Regions from separate parts of the Mus musculus genome. Here all the other regions are linked to region 4. A link is a contact called in public Hi-C, HiCAR-type, HiChIP or PLAC-seq and promoter capture Hi-C data. All regions are on one chromosome and are shown on one strand. Each heading gives the region's core, a stretch centred on a gene start, on an enhancer-like site or on the middle of the called end of the contact. The rest is flanking DNA. Distances are from core to core; before and after follow the strand shown. Region 1 overlaps Bnc2 (basonuclin 2). Region 2 has its middle 8.9 kb from the start of Gm33597. Region 3 has its middle 38 kb from the start of Gm11415. Region 4 holds the start of Cntln (centlein, centrosomal protein). Region 5 has its middle 40 kb from the start of 6030471H07Rik. Region 6 has its middle 70 kb from the start of 6030471H07Rik. Region 7 has its middle 4.1 kb from the start of Gm33410.

Region 1 (2,857 bases), core at 141-2,640, 530 kb after region 4:
GAGCATAAAGGTTATTTCAATAATCTGGTGTTCAAATACCTTGGTAGAATTTCATTTTCTTCAAGGAAGGAGGAAATGTGGCTATGGAGGGGGAATCTGAGTGTCAAATCTTCTTCATGAGAAGGTGCCCATTCTTGTGCACATCACTAGATGGGTGTAAACAGAAGCGGGAGTAGGTCCCACATTAGTCTCTGCTTCTATTAGCATCAGTATCCTAAATATCCAGTGTGAGTTTTGTGGCGAGTACTTTTGGTGGAATTTGAATTGAACTCTGTAATGTGTGATTGGCTGTGTGATGTGGACACAGGAACATACAAGCTTTGTGGTGGAAAGCTTGTGCTGATGGCAGTGAGGTGGCATTGGAGGATACTGTCAGTCAGAGGTGGCATTTTTTGGGTGCTATGGGTTCAGATACCTCTTGCTTACCTTAGCAGGAGAAGGACTTGCGTTTCCTGCTGATGGGGTTTGGTTGAAAGCAAATCTAGCACCTTCCATTAGCATTTTTGAAAATGCTTTTTTGTTAAGTGAAGGGACTGATACTTCCTAGTGTTGTCTTCGTTGGTCTTTTTTTGTTTGTTTGTTTGTTTGTAGTTTTGGGTTTTATTGTTTGGTTGGCTGGTTGGTTAAGTTTTGGTGACAGATGGGTAGGTCTTACATTGGATCATCTGGAAGAAAGTATGATAATATTAGGCTCATGAAGAAATATAGCCATTCTCCCAAATTAAAGAAAGGCAAAGCACAGCTTGAGTGGGTAAGTGAGGTTTGCAGCTCTGTCACATGAGCATCGAATGTGACCGATGGCAGTAAGTCACCCAGGATTATATCCATTACTCAGTCAAACAATCTGATAACATTTGTAGAGCAGTTTGTTTACCTGGAAATTACCCTTGCACATTCTCCAGTCTGCAGTGCAATTTCTGACCTAGGATAAAAAGAAATTAATCCAGTTATAGTCCTTGTATTTAGAGATCTGGTGCAAACATCTCATTCTGAGCTCTACAGGTACAGTGTTATCCTGGTTTAGCGGCTGATACACTAAATGTTAGCATTAGTACAAGAAGAAAGGAGCATCAAAGGATGTTAGGGCCCCCTAGACTTCTTGCCTTTTATCACCTAGCTTTAATTTTCTAATGGTGGGCTAAATGGACCTCCTTGCTCTCATCTTCAAAAGGAAATTCTCCTTCTTGGTAGCAGCACCTCTAGGCAAAGGACCAAAAGGACAGAAAAGGAACCAGGATGAAGGCCTAGAAGGAGGCCCCTCTACCCAGTAAGGAAGTTGCATGTTTTTCTTATGTAAAGATGATTGATGATCTGTGGAAAATAAGAGTGGGCATTAAGGCAGCTTTCCTTACGACAGCTTGAGTGAGTGTGTGGCCAGAGCTTTCTTGATTAACAAAGGTCTTCCTGACCTTGGCAGTGACTCATAGCCTTGCAGGGATGAACAGTTCCTGAACAGTTCCTCCGGCATCAGAAGCACAAACAGGTCTTTTCAGCCATTTGTTAGAGAACAGTGGAGAAAGTGGTCTAAACTTCTTAGGACCTGAAAACAGAAGAGAGTATTGGAATCATCTCCATGCATGCTCAGTGTAGTTTCAGACTCTGAAATACAGGGCTGACCAGTTTAGGGGAGAAGCTTAAAACTAGGTCACCTGTTTATCAGAAATACATAAAATGGTTTTCCATATTTCTGAGGTTGAAGGTAGATGATGTTTTACTGAGTTTTACAACATCTTTTGTAAAATACCAAATACTGTTGCTTTCTCGGGCTAGATAACAGCATTTCTACTTTCTTGGCTAGAAATTTGACAGTACTTAGAGCCCCAGAGATGTTGACAGCCTATAGAGTGAATGTTTACCTAGACTGGTGACTTTGACTTATTCTCACTTAAAATTAAAGATCAAACTCATTTTCTATAACTAGGGGATGTACATCCCAGCAGCACACAAAGGTTCTGCTGGTCTTATTTTCTTTATAATTATTGAAGGGAGGGAAGGAAGGACGGAGAGGGAGAGAGAGAGAGAAACCTTTCATGGTTTACCTCAGATTTCCAGGTCTTTACTCTCTCAGCCTGGCCTGAGTCTACTATGTAAAAAGTAAGTAAATGAATAAAAACAAAAACGTTAGGAAACATTATAAGGTGGTATGCATTTGACATATGTCTGGTATCAGTGTTATTGAAACCTTTTGTAGAGCTCTGTGTGTATACACATGTGCAGTATGGTGTACTTGCTACTTAACATTAGAGACAGTGTTAAGACCCATGCCTTTGTGTTCTGAAGACCAGTTTCCCTGGGGAAAGTGGATGCGGTATATTTGCACAGCAATGAGTAGAAATACAGGTTACAACTTTAGGTGTAATGCTAAAGTTGACTTTAGTATTGAGGTGATATGTAAGAGAAGATACCCAGGCTAAGTATCTTCCTTTGTGAGATTTAGGCTGGAAGTAGAGATGGGCAGTGATGAATACAGATCAAGTAGACATTTGAGATACAGTTTAAATTTGCTGAACATCCAGAGCAGAAGTTGAAGAAAAGTATACAGTGCGGATAGCTAGCTCAGTATTCAGTGTTTGAACATGCACTTGGGCATAATGAACCAATAAATACTGAGAGTAGCACAGAATGATAGAATGATAAATTTGTGACTGGAATATTTTATGTATCAAGAAATGAGAGGGATTTCCTTCCTCTATCCAGGCGTCAGAGAACAAAACAGAGTGGGTGGTGTTCGGAATGTCTTACAGTGAAAAATTAACAAAAAATAAGCTTTGTTCCAAATGTTCATGACAAGAGGTAGACAGACCTGTGCTTCTTTGTGGTTTTGTACAGGTGACATGCCCTTCATCCAAAATGATTA
Region 2 (3,051 bases), core at 428-2,927, 650 kb after region 4:
ACAAGAGACATTTCTAAGGTGTGTGTGTGTGTGTTCAGTGGGAACACACACTTCCAGAAACCCTAAAATGTGAAGTAGAAAATGATCTACTCTAGAAGTCAGGACCTTTCTGAGAACTCTAGAAAAAAGCAATTTTGATAGAGTCATGAGAAAGAGGAATTTAGGAAGAGTGAGAGTAGAGGCTGTAGAAGCAAGAGATGGCCACTTTGAGACCCAAAGGCTACGGTCAGTTGAGTTAAGTCAAATTTCACCCACCTGCTACATGCTTGCATGAGGGTGAGGAGACCCACAGAAGCATAAGGAGGCTAGGCAAAGGTAAGCCTGTGAGAAAATTCTCTCAAGAGTTAGGAGAAGAGGAAGGAAACATCTAGAACATAAAGAAGAGTATAAGAATGATCAACTGAAAGACCGAAGGCAGGAGAACAGGGGATCAGATAGAACTCTGTGTTTTCAGAAAGTATACAGTCAAGTCAGCTGTCAACTGGACATTACTAGGGCAAGATTGGTGGGAAGCATTCAGAGAGAGAAACTGGGAGTTCCTCTTTCCACCAAGAGGCAGGTGACAGGCAGCTCCTAAAGCCTGCAGAGAAAAGGGACACAGAAGGAAGCCTTTCTCTCTTTGGACCCCCAAATTAGGGAAATGCACTGATGTAGGGCAGAAGGTGAAGTCTGCATTGTAACTTCAGGAGAAGCAGCAGAAGAGTCTGATTCCAGGGCCTCCCCTCACAGGCAGAGCTTCCAAATTGCTTTCTTTTTGACCTTCTTAATGAGTGTTACAACAATTTTGAACTATCTATGGCTGACGCAGAGCTGGCTGGAGACTGGGAAACAGAAGCCAGCTTAGCATTTCTCAGCAAAGATGAAGGGAACAAAGTGAGGGTCTCCTGGGAGGAAGGAGGTACTGTGCTAAAATGAAGACATCTCCATAGGACTCCTGGCACCTACACAGACTTCTGTATCAAGCCAAATCCTGTAAACAGAAGGGATGCTAAAAGGATGGGAGACAAATAAAGAGAACTCTGTGTATAAATGTCCAAATCAATGAGATTAAGCTTCTGGCCTACAAAATTCTATGTCCAATAACAGAAATAATCCTATCTATCAAGCCTGGGCCTAGAGGTCAAGGGAAGATAACATTTCCTGATAAGAATCACAGGTTCTCAACCCTGATACTACTGCTATTATCTAGTGTATCTGAACGTACTGATCCAGGTCCTACATATGTAATTCACTGCAGACCTAGTTAAAGAAGTCTATTTGTCATCCCCGACCTTCAGACGACTAAACAGAAGCCAAGATTAAAGGGACTTACTCAATGACCCACATAGGTCCTCAACTCTGCGCCCAGGTGGTCAAAGTTTCTTGAGTGACACTGTGAATACCATTGTCTCAAAGTGCATGTGGGATATTGGCCAGGCGAAGGCATTACACTAACGTGAATGAACCGCCTAGCCTTAAGGACTTAGTGAATTGTTGCAAGGTACAACTTTTATTATGAAAGAGCAGTCAATAATTTCCCAGGTTTCAAGGATTCCTGGCTCCTTGTTTCTACCCGTCAACACCCATTTCTGGAGAGGAAGAATGTACAAACACAGCAAAAGAACTGGGCCTAGAAGGAGGTAGAGTCACAGTGTTCCTGACCCAGTAAATGCAGCAGATTCATGTTCTTTGTGAGGAAACAAAGCCTGGAATCTATAGCTAGCAGAGCCTCCTCCAGCCTGTTTGTCTTTCCTTCTGCCCTTGTTCCTCTTTGCCTTTCAGTGAATTCAGTTGCAAACTTGCCTCAGGCCTGACAGGAAGAACTCAACACCACTTCCACTCAGCCCACCCCACCTTCAGGTCTGAACAGTCCGGTCCCTCCATTTCCTCTGACAAGGGTCTTCTGTCTACGGTTTTCTTTACAGTGTTTGCTTTGGTGCCCTGCCTCTGGCTTTCATTATCTCTTATCTGTGCTATTGTAATAGCCTCTGAACAGAGAGAAGCCTGGGATTTAGAGTCAGATGGATCTGAATTTGATCTTGACTCTACTGCTTATGTGCAGTTTAACCCTTGGGCAAATGTCTGGATCTGTTGGATTTCAATTTCCTTATCTGTACAGAATGGAAAACAGTACATTATCTCATAGGTGTGTGAGGGTAGAATGGAAGCATCTACAGCAAGTGCCTAGCACAGGGTCACCCTGATGCTATTATAATTTAAGGGGATCATTATTCCATCTCCCATCTCCAAATCAGACTAGATACTGCTGCCAGATGAATTGCCTCCAAATACAATTCTGATCATGTCAGAAAGACAGGATGTCACAGTCTATCCTTCTGCGAAGCTGTAGTTGCCAATGAAGCAACTGTTTATAATGGGAGCGACTTACCTCACTTTTCCCAGTCTGGATGCCAGAACCCTGACTACAGGTCAGGTAGCTCCTGCTCCACCCACTCACTCTCCCTATAAAAATACCTGGAGAGGTCCTTGGCTTCCGAAGACAATGCAATGGTTTGTTGCCAGTGAGAGGAGACCACTGCGTACCTCACTGCTTGGCTAGGCTGTACACGTCTATGTGATGGGATAAGAATTTTTGGAGATGTTGACAGTCCCTTCCTTCAGTGTTCTCTGGCCCTTTGCCCCCTTCAATTAGGTAGATCCTTCTGTATTCATTACCTTGAGGAAAATAATGTGATGGGAGCATGGAGCTTTTTCCTAGCTATTGAGTTCTCTGGGCCCCTTTGTGGAAAAAAATAACTGGCTAACAAGTGTTAAAGGATGAAATGGGAGTTAAGAACACATGATTTGAAGGGTGTCCTGCTTGCAGGGCCGAACCTTGCCTCTAGCTCTAAGCAGCTAGAAACCCTCTGATTCATGTCATCTACACTCCAGATCTTAGTCAGCTACTCTCCACTTGGTCTCCAAAGGATTCCCAGTATAGCAACCAAAATGTTCATATTAACACATGGACACTGCTCTTCTGTGCACAGAGACTTCACACTTGGCTAACTCCTGTGGACTGTTAGGATCCAGGGATCTCCAGGACAGCAATGGTGTTTTCACTCTGTCACA
Region 3 (3,120 bases), core at 177-2,676, 960 kb after region 4:
AAAACTGGACATAGTACTACCGGAGGATCCAGCAATACCTCTCCTGGGCATATATCCAGAAGATGCCCCAACAGGTAAGAAGGACACATGCTCCACTATGTTCATAGCAGCCTTATTTATAATAGCCAGAAGCTGGAAAGAACCTAGATGCCCCTCAACAGAGGAATGGATACAGAAAATGTGGTACATCTACACAATGGAGTACTACTCAGCTATTAAAAAGAATGAATTTATGAAATTCCTAGCCAAATGGATGGACCTGGAGGGCATCATCCTGAGTGAGGTAACACATTCACAAAGAAACTCACACAATATGTATTCACTGATAAGTGGATATTAGCCCCAAACCTAGGATACCCAAGATATAAGATATAATTTGCTAAACACATGAAACTCAAGGAGAATGAAGACTGAAGTGTGGACACTATGCCCCTCCTTAGATTTGGGAACAAAACACCCATGGAAGGAGTTACAGAGACGGAGTTTGGAGCTGAGATGAAAGGATGGACCATGTAGAGACTGCCATAGCCAGGGATCCACCCCATAATCAGCATCCAAACGCTGACACCATTGCATACACTAGCAAGATTTTATTGAAAGGACGCAGATGTAGCTGTCTCTTGTGAGACTATGCCGGGGCCCAGCAAACACAGAAGTGGATGCTCACAGTCAGCTAATGGATGGATCATAGGGCTCCCAATGGAGGTGCTAGAGAAAGTAGCCAAGGAGCTAAAGGGATCTGCAACCCTATAGGTGGAACAACATTATGAGCTAACCAGTACCCCGGAGCTCTTGACTCTAGCTGCATATATATCAAAAGATGGCCTAGTCGGCCATCACTGGAAAGAGAGGCCCATTGGACTTGCAAACTTTATATGCCCCAGTACAGGGGAATACCAGGGCCAAAAAGGGGGAGTGGGTGGGCAGGGGAGTGGGGGTGGGTGGATATGGGGGACTTTTGGTATAGCATTGGAAATGTAAATGAGTTAAATACCTAATAAAAAATGGAAAAAAAAAAAAAAAACTGCGACACTTTGATTTGACCCACCGACGCTTGCACAGAAAAAATATCCTCATGCAGAAGGCAGCAGTGGGATTAGAGAAGCTCATCCCAGGCAAATATTGTTGGTGGCTAAAAAGGCAAGAGTCTTTCTTTTCCTCAGTCTCAACAGAAACTGCTGCTCCAGGGTGTGTTTAGGGTACAGAAGTAGAGGGAGGCTTGTTAATTTTAAAGCCACATAGCATGTTTGGCTAAGACTGTGACTCCATTTGTGTATTTCAACCACGTAAAATACACCCTGGGATTTTGGACTGAGAAAAATAACCATATAAGGAGAAAACACGGCATTCCCTATAGCCGCTCTTGTAAAACACTCCATGATTTAACCCTCTGCTCGGACAGATCCAAGCTCCTGCACTTCACAACTGCAAACAATCAGATCCTTGGGAGGAACACTGCCTGTGACCTGCATCACTGGGCACAAAGATCACAAACAACCCCTGACAGGTCACATTCAGGGCAGCTTGACCGCCCGAAGCCCCGCAGACACTGGCTCTCTCAGCCACGGGCCATTCTGAAACAGGCACCAAGACAACTCGGAGGCCTCGTTAATTCTCTCCTTTAAGAACACAGGATTTGGGGTCTGTCTCCATCTTCTAGGTGACAGGTCATCAATCTACAGAATTCCTCCACGAGGGAGGTGCAGGAGGAGGAAAGGGGACTCCAGGAACAGCAGCCAAAGGCAGAATTGGGCCAACTGCTGGCTACCTCCAGCTCTGTACCCATGGTCTGCACGGACTGTGTGTGCCAACAGGGGTTCTGGGCTATGCAGAGGAAGGGTTGCAGAGCAAAGAGCTCACGGCTGCCTCTCGGGCCTGCTCTCTTTATCTTGGTTGTTACTCCCAACACTTCTGCTATACAATTCTCTTGATGGTGAGATGTTGAGGTTTCAAGAGGTTCTCAGAGGTACAAAGAGGTTTTGAGAGGGTCCAGTGTCCCTCACATGTATCAAATGACCTATGATTGGGAAAATATGGCAGATACCGCCCATTTCCTTCTGTCATCTAGTCTAATCTTTCTGATGGTAAAACGACTCTCTCACACACCCTCAGAAGTACATGCACACCCAAGAAGGAAGAAAATGGTGTCCAGCTGGAAATAGTACTTCCCAGTTCCCATGCTGCTCAGTGCCAGAGTGGCCAAGTGACCAATTTCCAAGCAGCGAAAGTGATGTGTGCACATTCTAGGTCAGATGTTATAAAAGAAAGTAGCCGTTTGTCCTTCCCTTGCACAGGCTGGATACAGATGTGAAAAGCACCCTCAGATAAGCACTCTGGGCTGATGGAGCAAAATGGAAGAAAGTCTGCTGGCTTTATGGAGCAGTGCCACCTACCTGCCAGGTGCCGCAGGCCTGCCAGGAAATGCTCTCCACAGAGGAATAAACAATCTCATCTCCAAGGTGGCATTTCTCAGTGTCTTCAGGACAGCAGTTTAGCCTGTGTCCTAACTAATGCATGTGACTTTCTGCTGTCTCAGCTAGGCACCAAATCTTAAGGCCGTGCTAGCTCACACTAATTTAAAAAGCAGAAGAGGGAAAAAAATCGTAGCTGAGTTACCTAAGAGTCAGCAGTATTCCCAGGCTCAGATCTCCCCTCCCTGAGTCCTGGATGGGTAAGAGTGAAGGTCACAGAGTCCAGCTCCCTCCCCCATAGAAGAGTGTCCTAACGAAAGTCTACTTTCACAGACCAAAGCCAGGAACGAGGGTTCCTGCCCCCTGCTGGAATCAGAAACACTTTGTAGGCAATTGCCATTGTCATTCATAAACTGACATTTTCAAAGTATCTTCCTCAATGATTTTTTTAAACGTGTTACCTCACTGAGGCTGAGATGTTAAAGCATGAAGCATGGTTGCAATCCGATACTTCTTCCCTTGATTCTGAACACTCTTTGTGCTATGATACAATTAGGTTGGTACAAAGTTAACTGTGGTTTTCCCATTGTTGAAATTTGTCATATGATACTGGGATAGGTTTATAGTAGATGTAGTTGTGTTATGTGTAGCTTTAAGGCACCTTTCTTGCTTTGTGTATTTGGCTAGTGGTTCATTACTTTGCTGTTTA
Region 4 (3,014 bases), core at 467-2,966:
TAAGGTTATAAATATGGGAGTAGAGAGACAGTATAGAATATGTGGGCAGGGCCATTGATTGTTACTTTAGCAAAGCCTTTAGCATGAGCACACATCTTTAAATTCCCCAAGGGCGAGGTTTACAGAGGACAAAATGCCTTAGTTCATCCCTGACCTATAGACATCCTTTTGCTGTTTTGCCAGCCAATAGAAAATGAGTAACTGAAAGGGGTGCAGTCTGATCATTGCTCCCCAATCTGCTTAACCAATGATGTATTCAAGTTACACACGATTCTCTTGTCTTTACAGAAAAGACCTATAAAACGGAGCAAGAGAACCCAACAGAACCGTAAGAGAGTTTCAAGGTTTTACTAATCTAACGTGATAATGCTGCTCTGTTGATGCTGTCTCTGGTGTTGGCGGTTCCTAATTAGTGTCTCTTAAATACAGCGATTTTTTTCCCTTAAAGACTTGTAATTAACTGAATGAATTCTCAACATTTTTATTTCCTAACCCTATATGTGGTTAGAGCCAAATCTAAGGAGATGGTGGTGAGAAGGCAAAACCAATAAACTAACTAAATAAATAAATAAATAAATACTCTGCACTGAAGGACAGGCAAGCTCACCATCCCCAAACCCTCAAACTAATCTGGGAAGTAATGTGAGATGACTGCTCTAACAACTGCTTTCCTCTGGCACACTCACATGAAAGTACTTCACTATGGGATCACTGGAAGTTAATAAATGAATACGTAGCATCCTAAGGTTGTAGTCCCGTTCCCAGGGCTTTCTAAAAACTGTGGTTGTGTTTGGAACTTAAGTTTAACAAGGTAAGAACAAGGGTTAAGTGTGGGTCTGAAGTTTAAAAACGGGCAATTTCCATCAGTGGATTTTATTTTTCTGACACGGTCCTGTTTATTTCAATTCACGAATGCACTCCACTCGTGGGCACTGGGTATCACTAGACAGCACCAGGAACTTGGGCTTTGAGGAAGGAGCCTCTGGAGAGCATCCTATTAAAATCGAAACCCGGGTCTGCAGCGGGACAGAGCCTGCAGCCCAGACAGTGGGCAGAGGCAGGGCGTGGAGCCTGGAGGGCGCGTCCCGGGAGGGTTCACTAGGTGCCCCGGGCCGCGAGCATGAGCTCGGGCGGCGGTGATGGGCGGCGCTGCCCCCGGCCGGGGCCGTGGACAGGAAGGCCGGCGGCCAGTCCTGATACCTGACACAGGGCCAGCTCCTCCTTTAGGCTGCTCAGCTCTTCCTCCAGCAGCTGCGATCGCGTCGCCTTCGCCTCCTCCGAGGAGAGGCCCTCTGGCCACCAGGAACCCGCGGGCGCGCTGGCGACAGGAGCGACAGCGGCCCCGGCCCGCCCCGACCCTCGCCGTCCCCCTGACCCTTCTTCGCCCCTCCAAAGTAAGTCGCTTTTATCCGCGACGACCTCCCTCGCGGCGCCCGCCAGACCCGAGGCCTCGCTGCGCACAGCGTGCACTTCGGCTCCGCGCCCGACGCGCAGGGACCGCCGGCTGGACCGCCGCACCGGGGGCGGAGGCGGCGAGGAAGACGGCGAGCGCGCCGCCATGGCCGCGGCGCCTAACGGGTCAAGTTCCCGCTTGAAAACTCCACCTTCCCTTCCCCATCCTGGGGAGCCTGGCCTGCCGTCCTACGCATGCGCGGAGCTTTTCCCGCCTGGTCCGGCGATCGCGGTTCCTAGTGGGCTTGCCGCGGGCCCAGCTCCGAGCGCGGGCGGCTGAGCTGATCTGCGCATGCGCGCCGGGCCGGCGGAGGCTCGACCAGCAAGTTCATTGCTGGCGCCTCCACTGTCCCGAGTCCGAAGTGCCTGACTTTCCCGCCCTCCTAACGCCCTAGCTCCGCCGAGGGCCTACTTTACATCCCTCGTCTTAAAGCCTTCCTGACAAGCCCCCAGCCCCCAGTGATCCAGAACTGTGAATTCTTTCCTCCTCCAAGGCTTCTGCCAACTCGTTTTTCACGTTTCATTGACCGCCCTCAAGTGTTAGTTACCCCGCTAATCTCTCCAACGCTGTTGTAAGCTCCTTGAGGATCAGGGAATAGGTTTTAGAGTTAAGTGTTTTCTTCACACCCCTTGGCAACGCTGCCTTACGTGCGGCTGACATCTAACCGACTGAAGTCAAGGAGACGCGGAAAGCCTTGTGCTGAGCTGGGACTATCGAGCAGGCTTCCCACTTGAATTATGATCCTTCCTACACCCTTTGTCTTTTGTTTTGCAAGAGTCATGGTTTCCTTTGAGTCTTTATGTCAATTTCTTTATCCCTTGGCTGGATATCAGAGCAACTTTGTCCTACAAGGCCCAACGGCTTGGTGTCCTTGGACCGAACTAAAGTCAGCAATGGAGTCTGATGAAAGAAATGAGACTGACTCACTTTTTTAGTCTCTGGTCTTTTCTCACTTGCTTTGCTATAAACTTCAAAAACACAATAACCTTTCTTTGCCCTTAAGACACTTCCTCCAGAGTGCTAAACTTAGTGAACGCGCGCACGCTGAGCTGAGTTTCACAGAAAGATAGAATTACTTTTTTGTTGTTGCTGGTTTGTTGGGGGGGGGGTGTTTGTTTGTTTGTTTGTTTTGTTTTCTAGGAAAAGTTTACAGAATTCTTGGAAGAGATTTGAAGTAGGGATTGAGAGTCCCACCGTGAAGTTACCATTTTCAAACCATTTTTGCCTGTACTGAGTCGGCATGCCCGAAGACTGCCTCTGGTCATCCTTCCAACACTGCAAAGTGTATTAGAGAATTACATGTTTCCAGTGCATGTAGGGCTCGGGGCCATGATGGCTCAGCCCATGCAGTGCTTGCCGTGAAATCATGAATTCAATCCCTCAGAGCCCACGTGTGTTTTCCAAAGCCGGCTGCCATGATGTTGGCAGACCTGTAATCCCAGAATTTAGGAGACAGAGGCCAGATCCTGTGACTTGCTGGTCAGCTACTCTAGCCAAATCTGCAAGCTCCAAGATCATTAAGAGTCTCTGTCTCAAAAACTGAGATGGGGAATGATTGAAG
Region 5 (3,149 bases), core at 510-3,009, 880 kb after region 4:
ACGAAGTTTTCCCAGGAAAAGAAGCAATTCATGGTGTGAGGAGAGAGCCTCCAGAGCGGTCACAATCATCCTAGCTGTGCATCCGACAAGGGGTTAGCTTGTAGAGTAGGTGGAGGCTCAGCTGCAGGGTTTTTTTAAGTAGGCAGAGTTACTGCTCAGGGTCAAGATGCTTGCCTCAAATGCACACCACCCTGGATCCCATCCCCAGCACGACTAAAACCAGAAAGCTGCTTACCGAGTCATAAAACGGCTAAGGAATCAGTTCTCAAAAGATGAAGAATAAATGGCTGATTGACATGGAAAAACAATATTCACTGCCACTAGCCATCAGGCAACTGTAAATGAAAACATTGAAATTTTATCTTACCCTCATCAGAATGGCTGCTGTCAAGAAAACAAATAATAGCAAACGCTGGTGAAGACATAGGGAGAAGGAAGCAGTTATGCATTGAAAATGGTCATGTAAATTAGGCCAGCCATTATGGAAGCCATACAAAGGTTTCTATAAAACAAGATTTAAATGCAGCTCTCACATAACCCAGCATACATTTCTGGGTATGTACCCTGAGGATATTAAATTAACACCCAGCAGAGGGCATATGTGGTGGTCAAAGTGCATGGTATTCTCGAAACTGTCTTTGTGAAACCCAGTACTGTACACACCGACTAGACACCAACGAGACACTGAAGCTGAAATCACACCTTCTGTATGTTGTAGATGCTCTCAACTCGGGGCCATATTCCTGCCTCACCACTCCCTGAACAGCCCCAGCTTCAGACACCCATGGAAACTGAACAAAGCGACACACACACACACACAGTGGTACTTTGCTTTGAAAACATCATCAGGTTCCCAAAGAGGCCCCGGGCCGCTGGGATGTAAAATAAGGAAAAATACCTGAGGACAGATTTGTTGACTCTCTGATAACTTGCCACTTTTCTCTTGGTTTTAAGGTTTTAAAATGTTGTCTCTCGAAGCCCCTGTGTTATAACCAGGGTCGAAATCTATCACAGAGACAAGCGTCGCTGAAAGCGACCGTGAAGAAAGGCGGCTGCACCAGCTTGGCATTTACTTCTCCCTAGCTGGCTGTTTGTTGGACTTAGTGTGAATAATTTAAAGCACTGAGCTGCGTGCTTGAGTATCAGTCCCACGGCTGGCTGAGAAGCAGAGACTGTAGCCTTTTGTCCTTCTAAAGGACAGACCATAGGATGCTGAGGGCCCTCTCAGCAAACAGCAGCTGTGTGTTCTCAGTTCTTTGCAGACACACCTAATAGCAGAAGTTCAAACACAGTAAAGTCTGAGAGACCAAGGAAGGAAGCTCTGCTCCATTACTACCATTGGAAACATCAAAACACATAATGGTTGTGCAATACCAGTGTATGGTATCACTTCTAAAGCTTACTCCCACACCCCCAAGAATTTTTAAATGTTAGTTCCATCCACATCAAAATAGCCCTTGAGAGGCTCAACTTTAAATAATCTGTAGGGTTTCGACTTGTACCTTAATATTCTTATACATTAATCTCTAAGTCTACCGACGGCACTGGTACAGCACAGGACTAGGAAGGTGGTGATAACTACCCTTAGGAGCTGGACATGCAGCATGAGCAGAAAGTGTGGAAATATAACCTTAGGAACACACTAGTGCTGGTCAGGGTTTCAGCAGGCCCATGCGTTGGTAAGCTATCAGAGCCTCCCATGAGACCTAAAAATGCTAAGAGCTGTGTGGGATTTCAGAGTCAGAGAGAGGGCCTGGGAGCTATGACTCAGCTTAAGCAAAGTGCACTGTCCAGTGAGAAACAGTGTGAGAAGAATTAGAACAGGATAGAAGAGAGGTGACAATTGGGATAACAGAATCGGGGTACAGGGGGGAGCAGTTGCCGAACTCAATCCTACAAACATTTGTGGGGTGTCTTACTTTGTAACAGGGATAAGGGAGTCTCTGAGGAGAGGGGAGCAAACTGACAATTTTGAACAAAACAGATTCCCTACCCTTACAAAGCCCATACTTTATGACGACAGATAAGACAATTAATACCAGATGTTGTTGATGGGAGCCAGGTGCTGGGCCCTAGACCATCAGTTCAACAATAACAAAAAAAGTTCTGAGTTCCCAATCCACTCGGAAGATTTGGAGAGAGTCAAGGCAGGAAAGAGAAGAGTTTGAATTGGAATTTCTGAAGCCCTAAGAAATTGGCCACACACATCACCTCAAGAGCAGAGAGAGGGTAGTCTCTGGGGCTTCAACCTTCTCTCTGCCGGTTTGTTAACACCATCTCTCTTAAGCCATATCCTCTCACATGAGAGATGGCAGCAGCAGGTTCCATTGTTGCTTTCAGATAGGTCACCCCTAAGGAAGGCTACTTCTAGAGAATTCTCTCCTCCAATCCCCTAACAAACATTTCCCCAAATTTCATTGGCCAAAGTCAATCTAACACTACATGCTAGAATCAAACCAAAGCCCCTGCCTCAGAAACTGCATACCTGACATACAGAAACATGTGTACTCAACTCCTGCACTGTATACTCTGAGGGCGTTCAAGAGCTGCACCGAGGAAGAGAGATGAAGGAGTGAAGTGAGGTGGTCAAAGGGCAAGGAGGACAGAGAAGATTCCATGAGCCCCGGTCAGCTCCTGCTTTGGGCACTGTTGCTATGGTGACTACTAAGACCTTGTCAAATTAGCTGGGAACCTAAGGCTCTAGGAACATTGTGGGAGAGGGGGTGGAAACTGTTAGAACCAGAGGTTCAGGAAGATTTTTGGGAGATTAGTGATGTCAGAAACTACATCCATAGAATCTCACTGCCATGACTGCCCTCAAACATGGGCTGAACAAAGATGACACCAATAGGCTACCAAAGTGAATGGGAAAGAGCCCATTCGGTCTCAACTACATAGAACTACAGGCAACTAAGGGAAGCTGGGATCCCAGAGAAATAGTCTTCTCTAGGGGAGAACATATCATTTGGCTGTCCAATACTAAACGATCGGCCCAGAAAGCACACATCTCAGTAACACTGTATGAAGTTATTATAGCAGTATGTAGGTATTACATACATATATGCATGTAATAACAATTAATGGGGAGAGAGGGCATAAATTTGGGAGAGAGCAGGGAGGGTTTATTGGGGGTGGGTTGTGGGTTGGAA
Region 6 (3,191 bases), core at 116-2,615, 910 kb after region 4:
CACCTAGTGGCTGAGGTCTCTGGTAGGGTAAATCTTGAAGAAGAATTGGGTGGTGACTAAATTTGTTTAATAGTTCAGCATGAATGGAGCTTCTTAGATCTGCCCCAGAGCAGAGCTCAATGAGGAAATGACTTTACTGCTCTGGTAAAAATTGTTTGGCTACGTTTAAGTTCAATTCTTTTCTTTCTTCTTCTTTTTTTTTTTTCTGTTCTGCAGAAAGCTAGCTGTAAAAACAAGAGAGAGAGAGAGAGAGAGGGAGAGAGAGAGAGAGAGAGAGAGAGAGAGAGCGCTCTGATAGGCAGCAAAGAACTTCTGTTAGCAAATGTCTACACCCGCTGAGTAGGGGGAGCATGAGAGGAAGCCATGTACAAGTGTGCTGTAGAAAGAATTCCCACACAGCTGTGTCTGGCATCCCAGTGACTTAGCAACTGCTTGTCTCACCCGGAGTCTCAGTGAAAGTACAGTGGGGTTTTACCTGGATTTTCAGAGAGTGGAGCCGGGAGTCTGCATTTACAACAAGGTTCTTGGGTTCCTGGCCAAACCCACTTGAAAACTAGGCTATGACAGAGAGGTCAGTTTTAGTAGTCAACGTCCCAGACACTGTCCCTCCAGCGGAGCCCAGGACGGTATTACTGGGTAGAAGATGCTGGCAGTCCTGGAATACATTCCAGGACTGATTAGAAGTGACAGGAAAGAATTCTGTTGTTGCAAAGGTATATCAAGAGCAAAGGCAATGAGCATAGAACACAAGTCTTTTGAGTCTTTTTTTTTTTAATGCTTGGTGTAAATGTGAAAATGGACCACTTAGACCTGGAATCAGAGCGCAGGGCAGAGTAGGAACTGATTGTAACTGGCCTCAGTGAGGAACAAGCTGAGCCTACAGACTCTATTTAAAATCTTGTTCCCTCTGGTGTCTCCGTTTATTTTTTATAGAAAGTGATGACTAATTCACATTGTAATGTCCATAAAGATGTCACAGAGAACAGAACCCGTCCTTGATCCCTCTCAGCTTAACCTCCCTATCTTTTGTTTTAGAAAAGAGCATCCGTCTCCCCACCATTCACACAGGATGCGTGTCTGCTGCTTAGGAAGAAACAGCATCAGCCAGGCCTTCCTCTTCACCTGCAGACACGGTCCTCAGCTCCCTTGAACCTTTTAGCCCTTCAGTGTATTCTGGAATGGCTGCAAACAGTCCCAAGTCTCTGGTCCCCTCTGACTGCCCCTAGTCAAGCACGTGTCCAGCCAGACTTGGGCAAGGGACCGGCTGCATTGCCAGTTGACCCAGGGCAGTTGCTGCTTCGTCAGCACCCACACTGGACGGCCACTCCTGAGTCAGGTTTCCCAACTTCATGACTTCAGCATGTGTGGCCAAAGGGACTAAGCAGTCATGCTCTTACAACATCTGGCATGCTCTACTCCTGGGCCTCAGTGTGCACACTTTGTAAGGAAAAAAAAATCCTAATAATCTCATTCCTTTCCCATTGGGTGGAATGGGGAAGTTTCCATGGGAGGAAAGGATGCTGAAAAAAATGGCTGTTATCTCTTCCTGTACATCATCTGAATTTGAAATCTAGTGATGAAGATGTATTCGGTGGAGGAGGATCCTGGGAGGAGGGGGCATTCCCAAAACTACTCACACTATCTGTACATGATTTACTTGCATACAGGCAGTAGAGGACAGGGTCATCCCAGCTGTGGCCAGTCTCTCATGCTTGCAGGCAGTATGGGAGCTGGGGGTTGTCACCAGCTCTGGGCAAACTTCCATGAGCGGGGAATATAAGGAAAGTGGAGAGAAATTACACAATTACAAGGATAAAAATGGGGGACCAGAGGTTGAGAAAATGATTAAAAAAAAAGAGAGAGGGGCTAAAAGGAGAAAAAGAATGAGAAGTCAGATAAACTATTTAAAATTATTTCTCTATTGCCAGGATCATCTCTCTTTTACATTTAAAAGAAAAATATTTTTCTCCATTGTCTTAATCATCTAGAAGTAATTTACTGCCCCAAATACCTGGGGACTGTTGCTTGGTTTATGAGTGAGTTCCCGCCTTTACACAAGTACAGACCTTTCGAGCTTAGCCAGCTCAGGACCACTTAATGGGAATTTTAAGGCTTGCTCTCTTACAAAACAATTTAGGGGGCAGAAAGAAAATAAAGCAGCTCTCTCCTCATTTTCCACTTCTCTCCTTTTAAACTAATTTTTAAATTTTTATCTTACTTTGTGTGTATGTGTATTTTACATGCACGCACGTGCATGCATTCCTGCATGTATCATGTGCGTGTGTGTGCAAGTGCTATGTTCATGCCTAGTGCCCTCAGAGGTCAGAAGAGGGTGTTAGATCTTATAAAACTGGAGTTAACACACAGTTGTAAGCCTCCATGTAGTTACTAGGAATCAAACCCCAGTCCTCTGGAAGAGTAGCCAGTCCTCCTAACTATTGAGAAATGGACCCAGCTTCCCCCTCCACCCCGAATACGACTTTATAAGCATAAACATAAGGACCTTGCAGTCAGTACTCACAGTCATATGGTCAATCTATTTCTATCCTGACCTCATGTGTTCTTCCTTGTCAAAGCGTTCGGCATGTGGTAAGGATGAGAAAATGTTTCAAAAGATATACACAGAACATCATGGTCAGCTGAAGACTCTGTGCCAAAGCCACCTCCTGCTCTAGTCTGTGTCACATGGGAGGATCTTGAAGTCACATTTACCACAAGTATCTCGGTGTGGTGTGAGCCTGTCAGTGGCTTAGAACACTTGCTCAAGATTTGAAGGCAGAGTTCTCCACATCATTATCATTGCAGAGTGGACAGCCACAGGGGTTTCCAGGCAAGTGTCGGTGAGTCATCTCTCCTGGAACAACAGTTGGCTTGTGGTATTGGCTTCCCATGGACTTAAAACCTATAGTGACACTTTATTTAGGGGTCTGTAGTGCTGTAGGTAGCCAAGATTAACAGTGGGAGCTCCTAACCCCCAGTGCCTTGACCCTTCAGCTATTATAAAACTCAGTTTCTTTGGATTGAATCATACCCAGAGTGGGTTCTGTGTCCCTTCCCACACTCTGACACTGAAAGCCATTGGGATGGATGAGATCATGGAGAGAGAAGGAAGCACAAAGCACATTCCCTCTTCTTCCTTCTAGCACATCCTAACCTGCTGCTTTCTGGCTTGATGGTGCCCACACTGTATC
Region 7 (2,940 bases), core at 196-2,695, 820 kb after region 4:
CAATGAGATCAATAAACCCACTCAGGCACTTTCCGCTCAGCACAGCTTTCCTGGGGTACCCTCTGGCCTTGTCTGTCTGTGTGGGTAGTCATAACAGGAGGTGACTTCATGTGTCTCCCAGGCCTCACGTGCACCCAGACTTTGTGCTCCTAGAGACAAAGGCAACACTTTTTATTGAGTCCCCAAAGCCCAAGGAGAAGCACGAGATAGCAAATGACTTTTCTTTGGCTGGTGATGACTTGTGAAAAGTCTGTTGTTCCCAGCAAGGCTTAAACTAAAAAGTCTACTGTTCGGAGTGAAGTGTGGGCCTCTCTCCACACGGCTCTCCCCCTCCCTCCCAGTACTCTGCCAGAACCAAACAGCCCCTACCTAGCCCTACCCTTTGACACTGAGAGCACAGAATAAAACTGGTTCCACTCAACCCCTGGGTTTGAAAACATGCAGGTGTAATTAATTTCCCACTTGATGTGCATATTTTTTTACTTAAAAAAATAATTTTTAATTCATTATTTTTAAAAACTTCCTATCACTGCATTCCCTCCTGCTGCCTGTCCATTATTAGCCAGAGGCCAGGTTCAGCCGGGCTTTCCCACGGGGCACCAGGCAAGTACCTGAGGGCCTTACCGCGTGGTGGCGTTCCCTCCCTCCTTCTCCCTATTGCCAGAGGAAACCCAGCTGGGCCCCTCGGTCTGCACAAGCCCCTAATTTAAGTTTAATAGCACGGCAATTTTACTGCTTTTGGCCAGGGTGTTTTGAGAAAGGTTAAAATATGTGAAAAATACACACTAAGAAAAATCTGTTTAGAAAACAATTCCAGTCTAAGTGCCGAATGCTCTCAGCTTCTGCCTCCTTCCAGGAAAGCAGCTAAGAGCAACCACACAATTTAGCTCCATTTTGGGGGTGGGGGGTTTCCATTTCCTTCCTATGGGATTTTTTTTATTAGCTTTTTTTTTTTCCAAAAAACCAAAAAACAAAAAAACCTGTTTTTCTTTCCTGATGCTGGTTTACTGCCTTGTATCTATCTACCCCCAAGGAGTTTAAAAAACCTCAAGTAAGTATTATTAGATTTTTTTTTTCTTCGTGTATTTTCTGATTCTTCTGGTGTGAGAGTGTGTGGTCAAAGTCCGTGTGTCTGCGTGTTGGTGGGGTGGAGGGAAGTGTGTCAGGGCCATGATGTCCACAAAGGCTACGGAGGAGCTGCTAAGCCTTCCAAATGTGTGCGGAGAAGTGAATTGCCTGTTGTTGTTGTTGTTGTTGTTGTTGTTGTTGTGACAACCTTACTGGTGGACGGTTCCTCTGCTTCCCAAGCTTTGTGGAATATCTGTTGAAGGGGTAAGAGAACCATGGGATTGAATGGACCATCAGACACCACCGTTGACCTCTGTGAGCAACGTGATCGATGCTCTCCACTGTGCGTTCAGTTAGGTCTTGCAAGCAAGCGCACTGCGAAGAGGAGGAGACCATGGATCAAAGAGTACATGGCCTCTGACACACTCAGACTCACAGGAGTCTAACTCAGTACTGCTTCTCCACGGGAAACTATCTCAACTTTGAGAAGGTACACACAATCTCCCTAGAAAGACAAGCACATTAATGGAGTACCACGGGCAAATGCTTTGAGCTGTTGGAAAGAGTTAATAGTTAATGGACATTGACTCAGCGTTAGAGTAGCCGTTCTTCCTCTGGGGGAGGAGCAGGAGAACACTGGGCTTGCTCAAGAAGAACAAAGTGATTTCACAAGTTGCCATTCCCCTGCCCTCCTCTAACTCTGCACAGCTTGCCACAGCAGGCATCACTAATACATGGACCAGAGTCCTCAGCTCCCGATTCTAGATACCTCTTAACAGCACTCTTGCGGTCTTGGTCTTCCGTGCAGCACAGCAGACCATAGTTTGTGCTCTGCATGCTTGGTGATGTTTAGCACATCTGTCATCTCCCCCACCTCGATCTATTTTATGTAATTGACTTATACCAACTTTTTTTCGTTTGCATTAAGATCGGGCCCTTTTGTGAGAGCAGTGTCCATAAAGTAGTAGGTTTAATTTAGCGACTGTATGATTCTGAACACTGGTTCTAGGGAAGCACACGTAATGATGTAATGTGTGGTGGTCTAGGAACCCCTCAAGGTAATGTTGGCAGGTTTTCTAAACTTGCTGTGTGGTGGGCATGGCAGCAGAACATAGCTTTGGAGATTGAAGGGTCTTGGCTGGACCCCTGGAAGACTCTGCACCGGCTTTCCGTCCTCGGGTAACTGATGTGTAATCTCTTTGAATTCCATAAAATGGAAGTATCAGGACTTTCTTTGCAGTACCATTTTTTAATTATTATGATTAATTCTTTGAAATGTTGCAGAATACACTTTGGTTATATGTATTCCTTTTTCTCCCCTATCTTCCCACCTCACTTTGTGTCTTGAAAAAACAAAAAACAAAAACAAACAAAAAATCCTGAAACCAATTTGTGTTGCCCAAATACTCTTAAGTGTGGGCCATCTGATGGAATGTGGTTGATTTACCAAGGACCCCCGTACTTAAATACCTTCTTCTTGCCAGTGGGCTAGGGGAGGGACCTCATGACCACCTCCCACCTCCATACTGGTTATGGCTTAATTATGACTTAGTTCTGCACAGGTCTCGTGCATGATGTCACAACATAGTTGTAACCTACCACCTCTGGCTCTTAGAATCTTTCCATCCCCTTTCTTCAATGGGCCCTGAGCCTTGGGAGGAAAGGGTGTGATGTGGATATCTCATTTAGGGCTACACACTTCCCAGTCTCCTATTCTCTATGTTGACCAGTTGTGTACCTCCTTTAGCCACCATCCACTGGGGGGGGGGGGGGGATGCAGACTCACAGGATTCTAACTCAGTATTGCTTCTCCACTGGAGACAATCTCAACTTTGAGAAAGTACACATAATTTCCCTAGAAAGACAAGCATA

Evidence for each region. Promoter capture Hi-C pulls out the DNA fragments that hold promoters and counts their contacts. A called contact is a pair of places that touch in the nucleus more often than the background predicts. HiCAR-type assays count read pairs that join an accessible place to other places. HiChIP or PLAC-seq counts read pairs in DNA pulled down with a chosen protein or histone mark.
Region 1: a contact with region 4 is called in a Hi-C map of uterus, with 2.8 times the contacts expected there. The contact joins the enhancer-like site here to the promoter of Cntln in region 4. A contact is called at or near these places in 5 of 39 promoter capture datasets (the 3T3-L1 cell line, embryonic stem cells, frontonasal cranial neural crest and 2 more), 1 of 484 Hi-C or Micro-C datasets (uterus) and 1 of 115 datasets of contacts at active chromatin or transcription factors (embryonic stem cells).
Region 2: an H3K27ac HiChIP or PLAC-seq map of embryonic stem cells shows a contact between it and region 4, with 4 times the contacts expected there. The contact joins the enhancer-like site here to the promoter of Cntln in region 4. A contact is called at or near these places in 5 of 39 promoter capture datasets (the 3T3-L1 cell line, embryonic stem cells, liver and 1 more), 5 of 115 datasets of contacts at active chromatin or transcription factors (all in embryonic stem cells) and 1 of 9 other capture datasets (embryonic stem cells).
Region 3: a Hi-C map of uterus shows a contact between it and region 4, with 3 times the contacts expected there. The contact joins the enhancer-like site here to the promoter of Cntln in region 4. A contact is called at or near these places in 7 of 39 promoter capture datasets (the 3T3-L1 cell line, cranial neural crest, embryonic stem cells and 3 more), 1 of 484 Hi-C or Micro-C datasets (uterus) and 1 of 115 datasets of contacts at active chromatin or transcription factors (astrocytes).
Region 5: a HiCAR-type map of fibro-adipogenic progenitors shows a contact between it and region 4, with 4 times the contacts expected there. The contact joins the enhancer-like site here to the promoter of Cntln in region 4. A contact is called at or near these places in 6 of 39 promoter capture datasets (the 3T3-L1 cell line, 3T3-L1-derived adipocytes, embryonic stem cells and 2 more), 3 of 115 datasets of contacts at active chromatin or transcription factors (the NIH/3T3 cell line, astrocytes and fibro-adipogenic progenitors) and 1 of 9 other capture datasets (embryonic stem cells).
Region 6: a contact with region 4 is called in a HiCAR-type map of fibro-adipogenic progenitors, with 3 times the contacts expected there. The contact joins the enhancer-like site here to the promoter of Cntln in region 4. A contact is called at or near these places in 2 of 39 promoter capture datasets (frontonasal cranial neural crest and hippocampal neurons), 3 of 115 datasets of contacts at active chromatin or transcription factors (embryonic stem cells, fibro-adipogenic progenitors and stem cell-derived neural progenitor cells) and 1 of 9 other capture datasets (embryonic stem cells).
Region 7: a promoter capture Hi-C map of liver shows a contact between it and region 4, with 5 times the contacts expected there. The contact joins the enhancer-like site here to the promoter of Cntln in region 4. A contact is called at or near these places in 6 of 39 promoter capture datasets (the 3T3-L1 cell line, 3T3-L1-derived adipocytes, cranial neural crest and 3 more), 1 of 15 datasets of contacts at CTCF or cohesin (the NIH/3T3 cell line), 3 of 484 Hi-C or Micro-C datasets (embryonic fibroblasts, embryonic stem cells and epidermal suprabasal cells), 10 of 115 datasets of contacts at active chromatin or transcription factors (the NIH/3T3 cell line, astrocytes, embryonic forebrain and 3 more) and 1 of 9 other capture datasets (embryonic stem cells).

The regions. Positions count from the first base shown.
Region 1 is chr4:84,351,369-84,354,225 of GRCm38.p6, reverse strand. All of the region lies in intron 5 of Bnc2 (basonuclin 2), which reads left to right. Among named protein-coding and RNA genes, the nearest start is that of Gm33597, 130 kb to the right of the region's middle. Within about 2 kb of position 1,390, at least 6 of the 459 cell types and tissues checked have an H3K27ac peak or open chromatin away from gene starts, as enhancers often do. A contact at or near this core is called in uterus, where this site is marked.
Region 2 is chr4:84,228,102-84,231,152 of GRCm38.p6, reverse strand. No RefSeq gene overlaps it. Among named protein-coding and RNA genes, the nearest start is that of Gm33597, 8.9 kb to the right of the region's middle. Within about 2 kb of position 1,677, at least 8 of the 459 cell types and tissues checked have an H3K27ac peak or open chromatin away from gene starts, as enhancers often do. A contact at or near this core is called in embryonic stem cells, where this site is marked.
Region 3 is chr4:83,924,902-83,928,021 of GRCm38.p6, reverse strand. No RefSeq gene overlaps it. Among named protein-coding and RNA genes, the nearest start is that of Gm11415, 38 kb to the right of the region's middle. Within about 2 kb of position 1,426, at least 15 of the 459 cell types and tissues checked have an H3K27ac peak or open chromatin away from gene starts, as enhancers often do. A contact at or near this core is called in uterus, where this site is marked.
Region 4 is chr4:84,883,011-84,886,024 of GRCm38.p6, reverse strand. It overlaps Cntln (centlein, centrosomal protein), which reads right to left and starts at 1,716. Exons shown (of 26, transcript NM_175275.4): 1 at 1,201-1,716. The coding sequence starts at 1,560.
Region 5 is chr4:84,003,156-84,006,304 of GRCm38.p6, reverse strand. No RefSeq gene overlaps it. Among named protein-coding and RNA genes, the nearest start is that of 6030471H07Rik, 40 kb to the left of the region's middle. Within about 2 kb of position 1,759, at least 28 of the 459 cell types and tissues checked have an H3K27ac peak or open chromatin away from gene starts, as enhancers often do. A contact at or near this core is called in fibro-adipogenic progenitors, where this site is marked.
Region 6 is chr4:83,972,930-83,976,120 of GRCm38.p6, reverse strand. No RefSeq gene overlaps it. Among named protein-coding and RNA genes, the nearest start is that of 6030471H07Rik, 70 kb to the left of the region's middle. Within about 2 kb of position 1,365, at least 28 of the 459 cell types and tissues checked have an H3K27ac peak or open chromatin away from gene starts, as enhancers often do. A contact at or near this core is called in fibro-adipogenic progenitors, where this site is marked.
Region 7 is chr4:84,066,881-84,069,820 of GRCm38.p6, reverse strand. No RefSeq gene overlaps it. Among named protein-coding and RNA genes, the nearest start is that of Gm33410, 4.1 kb to the left of the region's middle. Within about 2 kb of position 1,445, at least 10 of the 459 cell types and tissues checked have an H3K27ac peak or open chromatin away from gene starts, as enhancers often do. A contact at or near this core is called in liver, where this site is marked.